Linked DNA regions of Capsicum annuum: region 1 is linked to region 2. Evidence: chromatin contacts called from public Hi-C data. All regions are on one chromosome and are shown on one strand. Each heading gives the region's core, a stretch centred on a gene start, on an enhancer-like site or on the middle of the called end of the contact. The rest is flanking DNA. Distances are from core to core; before and after follow the strand shown.

Region 1 (6,485 bases), core at 76-2,575, 96 kb after region 2:
AATTCTGTTGCTATATGCTTCTAAATTGCATTTTGCTTTTATTGACCATCCACATTTCAGCAGGTGTCATTCTTTAATCATCCTGAGCTTACCTGGTCTGTTGAGTGGAATGCTTTTGGAGAAACATTTCACTATTTTCTCTACATCTTGAAAAAGGTTAATCACAGGTCCAGAAAAGTTGTCTCACTCTACATGATGTTTGCCTATATTCATTTTTCTCCAGACCCATCAAACCTAAAGAAAATATGGATTTAAAATGGTTTCACATCAAGTTAGATACTGAATGCAAGTACTGAAATTTAACTGTTAACTTGAAGGTGTTAGAGCTATAGCTATTTTGTCATCCTTTATCTCACCAATAAAAAAAATTTGATGATTACCTCTTTATGTAATTTTTGTTTGCTAACCGTAACCCTCCCAAGACCCACTTGTGAAATTTGTGGGATTACACTAGGTATGTCATTGTTTACTATCTCTGTAGCAAAAACAATTATAAATTACATGTCTTGTTTGCCTTGAAGTGTCAAGTTACTATGTGTCCTCCCTGTGAAATTCTTCTGCTTTATAACTATTACTTTTTTGAGACTTCGTAGTTCATATGTATGTTTTTGAGTTTACGTACCTTATTAAGAAGAAAAATATATATGTTCTTGTGAAGCTCTGTTTCTCTTTTATGGATGTTTTAAATCCTCATCTTTGGGTTAAACCAAGTGAATAGTTTCTTTTGTGCTTTTCAAATTCTAGCAACAACTATTACAACAATTATGCCTCAATCAACGACTACTATATTTTTCAAGTTATAGATGAAGTTAAAAAAAAATAAGAACTTCTACTGTTGATTTGCAATTGTAGTGTTAATCTGGCCTGGATTTGTTTTAATTATGATCATAATTTGGTAATTCCTTTGTGATTGGGGCTTTGGAGGTAACCTTCCAGCGACATGTCAGATTTCTTGCTACTAAAGTCTGAAAGAATATATTTTCTATTCTGCTGGGTCCAAAACTGAACGAAAATCATTTGTCTGTGTGTTGCTATCTTGAATATCTCCTCATTTGTCTGTGTGTTGCTATCTTGAATATCTCCTCAAAGTTATAGTAACTGTTCTTTTCATTATCTTAATGTATAACCATTTCATCCACAAAAATTTTAGCCATAGGTGTCCAGCTAATGCTATTGTGTAACTTATGTAGCTTAGAGTACTCGTAAGAAAAGAGCTATTCGGTATTTTAGAGCTTTATCCTTTATGGGTACACAACTTCTTAGCAACACAATGAATTGGATAAATAAAGCTTATTTGGATGAGAATCACATATCATCCTAAAATATTCAGTTTATTGCCAATGTATGTATCCTCTACTCTATTCTATTTTGTATGAAATCCGTTCTAAATGGTAATTTCTACACTTCAGAATCAATCCAGTGATGCTAACTGATAGTGTGAATCTCATGTGCTTGAACAAAGGACATGCTTGATAGTGTTGAGCTTTTTTTTTTTTTTTTTCTAAAGATGGTAAAATCTGCTTCATTTTGCTTTAAATTAAACAACAACAAAAAACCCATTATATTCCCACATAGTGAGGTCTGGGGGTAAGATGTACGCAGTCCATACCACTACCTTCGGAGAAGTAGAAAGGCTGTTTTCGATAGACCCCCGGCTCAAGACACAGAATAATACACAAATCCTTAATAAAGCATGGAACAAGATGACAGTACATACCCACGCCACCCACAAGGAATAATAATCAAAGAGCAGTAAACAAACTCGTAATAAAGCATGCAACAAGGTGTCATAACAAGAATAATACCCTACCAAGTAATGCCCTACCCCAGCAACCCAAAAAGGCACTAGCCTTCTATCCTAATCCGTGCCCTCCAGATCTTCCTATCTAGGGTCATGTCCTCTGTGAGTTGTAACTGCTTCATGTACCGCCTGATAACCTTTCTCCAGTATTTCTTCGGCCTACCCCTACCCCGCCTGAAACCATCCAAAGCAAGCTTCTCGCACCTCGAATTGGGGCATTTGTGGCCCTTCTCTTTACATGTTCGAACCATCTCAAACGGGCTTCTCGCATCTTGTTCTCCACCGAAGCCACTCAAACCTTTTCTCGAATAGTCTCATTTCGAACTCTGTCACCCTTAGTAAGCCCACACATCCGCATTTCCGCCACCTTCAATTTTTGAATGTGAGAGTTCTTGACTGGCCAACATTCCGCTACATACAACATGGCCGGACGGACTGCCACCATATAGAATTTGCCTTTAAGCTTAGGCGGTACCTTTCTATCAAACAACACCCCCGAGGCGAGCTTCCACTTCATCCATCTCGCCCCAATCCGGTGGGAGACATCCTTGTCAATCTCTTCATTCCCCTGAATCATGGATCCAAGATACTTGAAACTATCCCTCTTACACACTGCATGGAAATCCAACTTTACTACCACCTCGTCTTCCTGCCTCAAGTCATTAAACTTGCATTCCAAATATTCTGTCTTGCTCCTGCTCAACCTGAACCCTTTAGACTCAAAGGTCTATCTCCACACCTCTAATTTATCATTCACCCCCCCTCGTCAATCAAAACTACATCATCTGCAAAAAGCATGCACCAAGGCATCTCTCCTTGAATACGTCGCGTCAACACATCCATCACCAAAGCAAACAAGAACGGGCTAAGGGTAGATCCTTGGTGCAACCCTGTAACGATAGGGAAATGCTTTGAGGCCTGTAACGACAGGGAAATGCTTTGAGTCTCCTCCCGTCGTCCTCACCTGAGTCTTGGCTCCATCATACATGTCCTTGATTACTCTGATATACGCCATGGGAACCTTGCTCACCTCCAAGCATCTCCAAAGAACCTCCATAGGGACTTTGTCGTACGCCTTCTCTAAGTCAATAAACATCATGTCCCGATCTTTCTTCCTTTCCCTATACTACTCCACCAGTCTCCGCACTAGGTGAATCACCTCCATCGTTGAGCGCCCGGGTATAAATCCAAACTGGTTCTCCGAGATAGACACTATCCTTCTCAATCTCAACTCGACCACTCTCTCCCAAATTTTCATAGTGTGGCTCAATAACTCAATACCCCTATAATTATTGCAGCTTTAAATGTCACCCTTGTTCTTATAAAGAGGGATCATTGTACTTCATCTCCAAGCTTCGGGCATTTTTCCCGACTTAAAAATGTCGTTAAACAAGTCAGTCAACCACCTAAAGCCCGCTTCGTCAGAAAACTTCCAAAAGTCCACAGGAATCTCATTAGGCCACGTCGCCCTACCCCTACGCATCCTGCGAACAACTTCTTTAACCTCTTCTACCTTAAAACGTCTACAATAACTGAAATCACGACAGTCCTCTGAGTGCTCCAGCTCCCCTAACACAATATCTCTATCCCCTTCATCATTTAATAACCTATTAAAGTACGACTACCATCTCTTCTTAATGTGGTCATCCTCCACCAACACTCTACCATCCTCCCCCTTAATACACTTCACCTGGTTGAGGTCACGACCCTTCCTCTCCCTAGCCTTTGCAAGCCTAAACAATCTCTTTTCCTCTCTTTTCTCTTCTAACCCCGCATACAATCTCTCGAACGCTGTCGTCTTAGCCGCCATAACTGCCAACTTAGCTTCTTTCCTAGCTATCTTGTATTCCTCCCTATTAGCCAGCTTCTCATCTTCATCCTTACTCTCACCCAACTTAGCATACGTCTCCTTCTTAGTCTCCACTTTCTTCTTAACTTCTTCATTCCACTACCAATCCCCCCGACAATGACCGGCCCGGCCCCTGGACATACCCAACACCTCATTAGTAGTCTCCTTGATGCACCTAGCCACTGTATCCCACATACCATCCACGTCCCCCTTACACTCCCACCCCACATACCTTTCACCTTCTCCACTATCTCCCGCGCATTCACCGGTGTTAAACTGCCCCACTTAATTCTAGGTCTACCCTCCTCACCCCTTCTCTTCTTGTCTTTCTTAATACATAAGTCCATCACCAAGAGCCTATGCTGGGTCGAAAGATTCTCACTCGAGATGACTTTACAGTCCTTACACAACACCCTATCCCCTTTCCTAAGCATCAAAAAGTCAATTTGGGTCTTGGCCATTGTGCTTCGAAAGGTGATCAGATGATCGTGCTTCTTCGGAAAGGTCGAATTCACCACTACCAACCCAAAGGACCTCGCAAAGTCCAACAGAGCAGCTCCCTCTTCATTTCTCTTCCCAAAACCAAAACCACCATGCACATCGCTAAAGCCTCCCGGTAATGCCCCGATGTGCCTATTGAAATCCCTTGCTACAACAATCTTCTCAGAACTAGGCACTCCTCTCGCCACCTCATCCAAAGCCTCCCAAAACCGCGTCTTCTCATCCCTATCCAAGCGCACTTGAGGCGCGTAAACACTACACACGTTCAGGGTAGACCCCCCAATGACTAACTTAATAGTCATCAACCTATCTCTGATCCTCTTAACCTCCACTACCTGCCCTCTAAGCTCCTCATCTACTAAGATGCCAACTCTATTCCTTCGCCTCACGCTACCAGAGTACCAAAGCTTGTAACCGTCTACATCCCTAGCTTTAGAACCTACCCACTTAGTCTCTTGCACACACGCAATATTGATCTTCCTCTTTTTAAAAATCTTCACCAGCTCAATAGACTTACCCTGAAGAGTACCTATATTCCAAGACCCAACCCGCAGCCTATCCACTCTAGCACCACGTCTTCCTCTACCTCCCCTAACGCCAGACCTAGCCCCCACTTCCACACTCACCCTTTCCTCCTCCCCACCCCTAGCATAGCCCCCTGCCCCAACCCCCTCAAACATGACCCTATCTACCATCAATGTCCACAACCACAGGTCCAGGAAAATTCCCACAATAACAATAATAAAGTAACAGCGGGAGATAAAAGGCACATGTACAGTATATGAAATAATCAAGAAAAGGTCAAAACAGGTATAGACAATACAAACAATATCCACCACTAAGCAAAGAAGCCAGTCACAACTATGCTCACTAGCAGCAAGTAACGAACGTAGAAAAACGAGACAGGGAACAAAATAGTATAAAACAGTCAAACTATATGAAGTGCCAAAATATGGAGTAACGAAATAATCAAAGTTTAGATGTCACCGGTATGCCTGCGTGCTGCTAGTCTGTCAATTTTGATGTTGAAAATTGGTTGCCAGAAGGTCGACTGGAATGGGGCCGCTGGTTACGCTGATGGAGTGTCACCGGAGTTTCGCCGGAGCGTCTTCAGGGACTTGCCGGGATCTAGACGTCGACGGACGTCGAACCAACTCGTCTGATCTACCTGTTTGGCCGCTTATGGATACCTCCCCCATCACCCGAGTCGAGCCGACAGGAAACCTAAACCCACCGGTGATAGTCGCGACGGGAAAAGAAATGGAAAGGGTGGGGAAGATGATAACGAGGAACTGGGGAGAGCGATCTGAGGGGAGAGAGAGAAAGAGAGGGAGAGAGAGGTAGATCTTATCTGCTTCCGACTCATCTACGCCATCACCGGCGTCAGAGTCCGCCTGTCAGTTGAGGTGGAAACGTTAAGTTGAACGTTACAAAGTGTATGTTAGAGAGAGACTTGGAGAAAGTTGTTTTCTTTCTTTAAATTAAAGTTTTCATGAATTCCTGTTTTGTACATAAACGTCTCTGTGTTTGTGTACTTCATATAGTTAGTAAAATAAAGAATATTGTGATTTTCTTTTATCTATTATGGGGCACTTATATGGACTACTTTAACATATTGATGTTGAATAAGTAGTGTAGCTTTTCTACACAAAGGTGTGTAGTGATCATACATAAAAGATTTAGTAGCCGTTTGTCCATGAGTATTTTCTTACTTTTTTCAGAAAATTATTTCATTTTAGTGAAAACAATAATGTTTGGCCATGAAAATTTCAAATATAATTCCAAATTGTATTTGGAAAAGTGAAAATAAGAAAAACTTGTTTCCCTCCTACTTCTCTCACAAAATTTCAAAAATAACTTCAATTTATATTCATGGCTAAACACAACTCCAACTTCAATTCCAACTCTATTTTCAATGCCGAAAAATTAGGATTTTCATGGCCAAATGGGCCCTTAGAATCTTCCTTTAAATTGCCATTTTTTATTATATATTGTTGGAACACTAACGTGCTCTTGTTATGCTTTCATCCAGAACGTTGATAAATATCTATCGTCGTTCTTCTCTTTTATGTTAGAGATATAAGCACTAGCAATTGATATTACGTTGCAACTATATATGTTTTGATCAAAAGGTTTTGGGAAAAAATGCATCACCTAAACATAATATCTAAATAGTATTTCCTGTAGATAGTTCTCCCACATATGATGTAAAGAATATACCTTTACCAGTATGATGCAGTCATTATCCAGCAAAATTGCTAGGCATGCGATGTTGTCCAACTAATTTTATATCTCACCCATATATAAGCAGAAGTTAAAGAATTGGCTACGAAG
Region 2 (7,078 bases), core at 966-3,465:
ATATAAATGATGCTGAACTTAAAGCTATGGCAATCCAATTCCACTCACATTTAATAAGATTTTTTTTTTGACAACCGTGGTGTCCGGGCCAGCTTGCGCGCACCTCGACTAATTCCACGGGATACCTGCCACCTCCCACCAGCACCAGGTACCAGGTATCTCTGTCCACCATCTCTGTCCACCAAGGCTAGAAAAGATGGGAAGAAATTACCTAGTGTTTGTCTCTGTTGGAAATTGAACCTGAGACCAAATGGTGCTCAACCCAACTTCATTGAACCACTAGGCCACACCCTTGGGTGCCATTTAATAAGATAATATTAGAGAAGGAATTTCAATGTTTGGCCTCAAAGTTGATTAGAGTAAAACATTTTCGTGTTTCACGCTATTCTCAAAGGAACTCTGATTGTTTGTTGTCCTCTACTTTAAGATCTCTTTTGCAGCTAGCTACTCCTGAAATCAAGTACCTCTAAACACCTTGAAACTGGGCTGAGAACTGGATATGGTCAAAAGCTGGCATAATTTCAAGGCTTGTGGCTGATTAATAAATATACTAGATCTCTAAATTTTAGTTACTGAAGGAAATCTTGGTTTTCGAGATGATCTTTTTCTTCACCATACCAGCCAGTCATAAGCTAACAAGTGTCGTATCTTGTCTGTTTCATTCTGACTCTAGGTAATGAAGGAAGACCAATAGCAGTCCCACAAGATAAGGACTTTTATAGTAAAATGTCAAGATATTGAATGCTGACTAACCGCTAAACAAAAGCTTTGACGCTGAATATTGATCATGGTCTGTGAAAGGGGAAATTTTGATCCATTTTTGCGAAGGTTCCAATTTCCACGGCCATCCAAGCTCCAACATTATTCTCTCTACTTCCACTTCTAATTTTCTTCCTTTTTTTTTCCTCTTGTTAAGAGCATTATCACACACTCTTCTTGAATAGTTTGTGCAAAACCTGGGGGGCAGAAGGTGACAGATTACGTTCTATCCTAATTTAGAACTAGGACAATGCTCGCAAATTGACTATAGCCAATGCTAACCCAAAACCACCAGAGACTATGAAGTCAAGATATAGTCCAACTGCCAAACTGAGCTACATATAGTCCAATTTGCAAGGAAAAAAGTGAGTTTGCCATCTAAATTCTTCAATAAATTAACAGCTGCCTTGCATCAGAAAACAAAGTAGGAATATAATCAAACCATCAATCTCAAAGGCTTTCTTACAAGTCACAACAAACCCCCAAAACTCGTTGCTAAATTGCGCCTGAATATGAAACCAAGTTTAAATCTAACTACCAAAGCCCCTTCTGTTCCACAAGTCTGAAGGAAAACAGAACTATCAGTACAAAACGTCTTCCTCACCCCACTCCCATCCACGCCTTTATTTTTAATCCCCAAAAATACGGAATTATTAATACCAAAAAATCTCCTGAAAACATGTGAAAGCATCATTTACTCAGGAGTCAGAACAAGGAATAAACAGACACATTAAGTACAATATTGTTTAGTTGCTGAATATGGAAAACATTTAGTGGCAGAAAGGACGTCCTTAGTGCTCAACATCAAAGCAACATTCTAGTGAAAATAAAAAAACTGAACTTTAAACCATTTTCCCAATCAAATAAATGCCTTCACTAATTTCTTGGGTTCTATAACTAACAAAACTAAACAACATAACAAGGGAATTAAAAAATTTCAGCAGCATACACATTTTTCCACCAACAAATCAAAAAAAGGCAGGCAGCCTGCTGCCACTATGTGCGGGTTCAAAGAAGGGCCGGGCCTGAACTCAAATTGTACTAGTTTTACCTTGTGTTTCCACGGCTTGAAACCGTAACCACCTCCTGGTGACATGAAGGCAACTTTACCAACAAATCAATGTCACTAAATTAACCAAAAACCAGAAACCTACAAATAATCCCAAGTAAAAAAGCACAAAATCTTGAAAATAAAAAACAAAAAAATGAAGCGTAAACACACCTGGGAACTGTGGAGCTCACCAAACTACTGCTTCTGCTAGAAAAGGAGATAATCTTGGGCAAATTTCCAAAACTTGTAATTCAAGAAGAACAAAAGAAGAGAAATTGTAATTGAAGAGAAAGGGGTTCAAGAGTCACTTTCTTTAAAGTGTAAGAAGAAGATATTTATAAGGGCCCTTTGTAATTATTGTGGATAATAATCCAACAAAATGAATCTCAAAAAGTTTGTAGAACACAATATGACACAATAATGCAGAAAAACAAGTATTTATGTGGACATTTCAAATGAACAATCAAGAACTCCACTGTTCTGCCACGTATTTTGGTCACAAGAGCAGCTTATTTGGACCCCACCCACGAATTTAACCATGTAAACCATATAATATCAACGGAAAAAGGTTAAAAATAAGTGAACTATAGGTTAAATTTATTTTTGTTATGTCTGACAGGTTTATATATTTTATATAGAATTTAATTATCAGTATTAATTTTTCAACTAAATATTCACTATTTTATTTTTTGTTTATATGAACGATATTTTGAAGTTATTTGACTAATAGGAGAGCATTTTTAGCAAAAAACTAATAGAAGATAAAGTTAATTTATTTTGAATGGTTCAACGATGTTTGCAATCATTTTTGCTAACAAATATTCTAGAGATTAATATTTTGTGTGACTTTATAAAAAAAATCCAATTTTAATAAGAATTTTAGAAACTATTTCACCTTAAACCCTAGTTAACGCCTATATAAAGGGTACTTTAGTTTTTGAAAAAATATCTTGAATATCTCATACTCCTCAAATATTCATAAAGAGATTAAAGTATCAAATTATGCCTTCTCAAAGTTTGTTCAATGTTCCTCGTGATCAATTATATCACAACGAGGCTCAAATTATTCTATATTTAAGCAATACGCTATTATTGTCTTTCGAATTTGGAGATAATAATCAAGAGAGAGGAATCGACGGAGGAATAAAATTGTACCATATTATTTATTAATAAAATTATATTTCTTCATATTTTATTTGTGATTATAGTGTATTTTCATCACTTTAAAATTTGATTGTGAACAAATATATACCTTTGAATAACTTTTAGAATTTTCTTATCAATACGGTGTTTGATATTCGACTAATTTGAACTCATGTTAGGTAAGGCACATTTGAAAATAACAACTCTCCCTATCAAAAAATTTTCATACACAAAATTCAAAATTGAAACATCTAATTAAGAAGGAAAAACTCATCAGCAGCACCATTCTTTAGTGGTATTTGTAGTTCGTAATGGGGGGAGGGGGGGGGAGGGATACTATTAATCTTGACTTACTCAAATCATAGAGTAATAATGTTGTTACTTGTTCGTTTACAAAATTGGAAAGTGATGGCACCCGAAACTAATATATTATTTATATTTATATTATATATATTATATTTACTATTTTATTATATTTATTATTATATATTATATTATTTATTGTATGGAAGAATGAGTTCCAGGACGATCAAGGATAAAGCTATAGATATGCACACTATTGAGGACAAAATAATAATTATGTTTGGCTGATATTTAGCTAATATTTTTCTCTCAAACATTCTAAAAACAACTATCTCTAAACAGAACAATCTTCAATTGCTCTTCAACTTTCAAGAAACATAGGAACGATCTCTTTCACCATCGTTGTCGGCGGCAGCACAACCACAATAAAAAATAATAGTACATTGAAGAGATCAATTTCTAGCAAGATTATGTGAATCTATCGTGCAATCAATGCCATTTGGACTCACAAGGACGATTCAATGGTGCAACCCTTTCATTATTGGCTTAATACATGAAGTAAGTAGTCTAATCTGTTGGTTATGGTGCGTTACTTGGTATTTCTAACGCACTAAACGTAAGTCTAGAAACATTAAAACTCTCTTATCTTTTTCCTTCTTTTAGTTCTCCTTCTCCACACTCTCTATTTCACGCTGAATGAGTATTTTTTCAGCTTTCATAAAAATAAAAAGTGAATTAAGTAACTAGAAATAACAAAAGTTTCTCATGAATATTAGTCAAATTTTATTTTCTTTAGAATTAGCTGATTTTGAACTTTCCTCTTACTCCTCTTTGGGTTTCAACTCTTTCGTCTATGCTATATGTAATAGGTACAACTCCAAGATAAGTTGAAGAAAAGGCGTTCATTAACGTAGATGTGAAGATTAAGAAAATATCACGGATGTGCATTTGTATTCCATATAACCATGCTATCAAAATTTACTGCTTCATGTATAAGTTTCCTCAAGTTCAAGGCTACCAAGTTTAGAATTTTGTGTTTTTTGGTTAATTTATAGTAATAGTAAGTTGCAACGGCCAATTTGACTGAATCTCGAGATGTAGAATAGGATGAATCAAACATGAAATTTTATTTTTGGTAGGCTAGGAGCAAATTTAGTATAAGGAACAATAAGACTTTGTCTGATAAAAAAAATGGCATATAAAGTTTCTATTTAAGATCTCATTTTTCATGAAGATTTTACCATACAATAAATTCTCTACTGATAGCAATCTGACGAATCAATATCGAGGGCCTTTTATTTGTTGTGTTGTGAAACTCATAAAGAGAAAGATCTAGAGCACCTAATATGTAGAGTGAGGTAGCAATAAAGGTATAAAAAATTATTTCGTGATTCTTTTGGTATTATTAGAATCAGAGTTATCATGAGGCATCTGACTTATAGAACGATGGTGTTCTTAATCTCAAACAGAAAGAGTATACATGTCTATTTTCTTTCAATCTGTTCTTGATTTATCTTCATACTTCCTGGTATGCATTAACATTTTAGTATAAACATGCAAAATTGTAATTGTACCATTCATGTATTATAGTAATATTTAGATTATTAATATGAATGTCATTGCACTTGTAATTAAAAAAGTTCATACCATTAGTGGTATTTGCTTTTCAAATTTTCTAAAAACTAAAAAGTTTTAAAGGACAAGTACAATGATCATGTTGTAACTTATATTGAAGTTATATAATTTTGTGTTGGTGCATTTCATTATTAAAATAAAGAGAAAATGGCCCAAAACTCCTCCAACCTTTACCCCAAATATCAACTACACACTTATACTTTGCGGGGGGTTCTATGACCCCCCTTAACTATTTAAAACTGAAATTATAATACCCCTAAAGGCTGACGTAGCAAAGAGAGTGTGTTTCATTCTCTTAAAGAGAGTGAGCAACAGAAAAATATTAAAACTTTATTTTTAATATTTTTTGTATATATTAAATTATTTTATATATATTGATATTAATCAAAACTCCTCACTGTACAACAAACATCATCCGAAAAGAAAAAATAATCCAAATAAAAAAAAGACCAAGATAATTTTGTGATCAACCTTAATCACAACAAATTAAACTGGACAACGAATAAGCCCGTTTTCATTACAATCTGGGCATCTCTGGAAGCCATATTCATCATCTTTAATTTTTTCTTGTTCTTCTTCGTCTTCTTCTTCGTAATAAAATTTACAGCTCCCCGAACATGTCTCACATGGTACAAATTTAATATCTCCACAGGCCTTACAATTACAACCTCTATTTACAACACCATCCTTCAGTCTTTCACAGTTTTCGACAAACTTCTTGAGCTTTTCATCCTCGTTCATTCACCGTATTTCATCAGCTCCACAATGTATTTTTTGCCTAAAAATATTCTAGGCAATCCCCCTCCACTATATTTATTTCCCAGCAATTCTTTCAGCTCCTCTTTGAAACCCAAATGCATCAATACATCTCTTTCATCGATTTTAACACTCAATTCATTTAGAATCACTCGAACATGACAACAATCCTCACAGGTTTTCCTCATACCTCTTAAACTTGTGAAGTAAACAACAATCTTATCTTTACTGACTTGTACTCTATGATTTTCTTCACATCCGATATAAACAACAATCAAATTCACATTTCTTGAATTTCAAGAAATTAAAAAATCATCACCAAATCAGGTCGGTATTCACAAAAAATAAATTAGGTGGGTATTCACAGGAAATTATGAAAAATCAGCACCAAAGATCTTGTACAATCATAAATTCAACATCAATTTTCATAGTTGGAAAAATAAAAAAAAAAAAAGAAAAAAAAAAAGATTGACAAATGGGTATTCTTTGATTTCTGAAATTGAAGAAAATGATGGAAAGAGAAAGTAAAGAAAATTTAATGAGTTCATTTTGGCTTTTGAGATTGAAGAAAAGAAGATGAAGAGAAAGGGGGAAAATAGATTGAGAATGAAGAAAAGAAGATGTAGAGAAAGGAAAAAAAAGAAGAATAAAAAAATGAAGTAAATTTTGGAAGGAAAATGAATTAAATAAAATTAAATATATTTTACACGTGTAAAAACGCGTGTGTTTCACCACCCAACAAAAATGTGGTTGTGGCTATTTAGGGTTGTTATAATTTCAGTTTTAAATAGTTCAGGGGGGTCATAGGACCCCCGCAAAGTATAAGTATGCAGTTGGAATTTGGGGTAAAGGTTGGAGGGGTTTTTAGCCATTTTCTCTTAAAATAAAAATATTAATTACATATGTTAATGGGTATAAATTGTGATAAAAAATGATCATTAGTTCTTATAACTCATATGACCATTAGTTCTTGTAACTCTTATGGTCATTAGTTCTTATAACTCCATGGCCATTAGTTTCATGTAACTCATGTAACATCCAACCTATTCATCTACCTATATTACTACCCCACTACTTCCTATTCATTACATGGAAGATTTCTACACCTATAAATAGTGGTGTTTCTTCCTTTGTGTTTGAAGTAGAGGAAGTACGATAAAAAAAATGATAAGTAAAAGAAAGAGAGTTGAGACATAGAAAATATTATAAATTTTCAACTATATTCACTATACAAAAGAGAGTAATTATATTAGTGAAAGAGAGAGTTGAGACAAAGAAAATATTTTAAATCTTTAACTATATTCACTATAAAAAGAGAGTGTTTTATGTTGAAGGAAGGTGTTCTTATGGTGGAGATTTGGACTCTTCAATTAATCCGGAGTTCCCTGAGTTGTATATCGTTGATAGTTGTTGTATCCTGTAGGGGACAAG

Evidence for each region. Hi-C and Micro-C count contacts between places; a contact is called where the count stands out from the background.
Region 1: a contact with region 2 is called in a Hi-C map of leaf, with 1.7 times the contacts expected there. The contact joins the enhancer-like site here to the promoter of LOC107853519 in region 2. A contact is called at or near these places in 2 of 5 Hi-C or Micro-C datasets (leaf and placenta).

Annotation. Positions count from the first base shown.
Region 1 is chr9:154,273,661-154,280,145 of UCD10Xv1.1, forward strand. LOC107853524 (nicotianamine aminotransferase 1) reads left to right here. Exons shown (of 13, transcript XM_047396316.1): 13 at 64-552. Among protein-coding and RNA genes, the nearest start is that of LOC107853524, 13 kb to the left of the region's middle. Within about 2 kb of position 1,326, at least 1 of the 5 cell types and tissues checked has an H3K27ac peak or open chromatin away from gene starts, as enhancers often do. A contact at or near this core is called in leaf, where this site is marked.
Region 2 is chr9:154,176,744-154,183,821 of UCD10Xv1.1, forward strand. It overlaps LOC107853519 (probable F-box protein At2g36090), which reads right to left and starts at 2,216. Exons shown (of 3, transcript XM_047397049.1): 1 at 1,982-2,216; 2 at 754-1,845. The coding sequence starts at 862.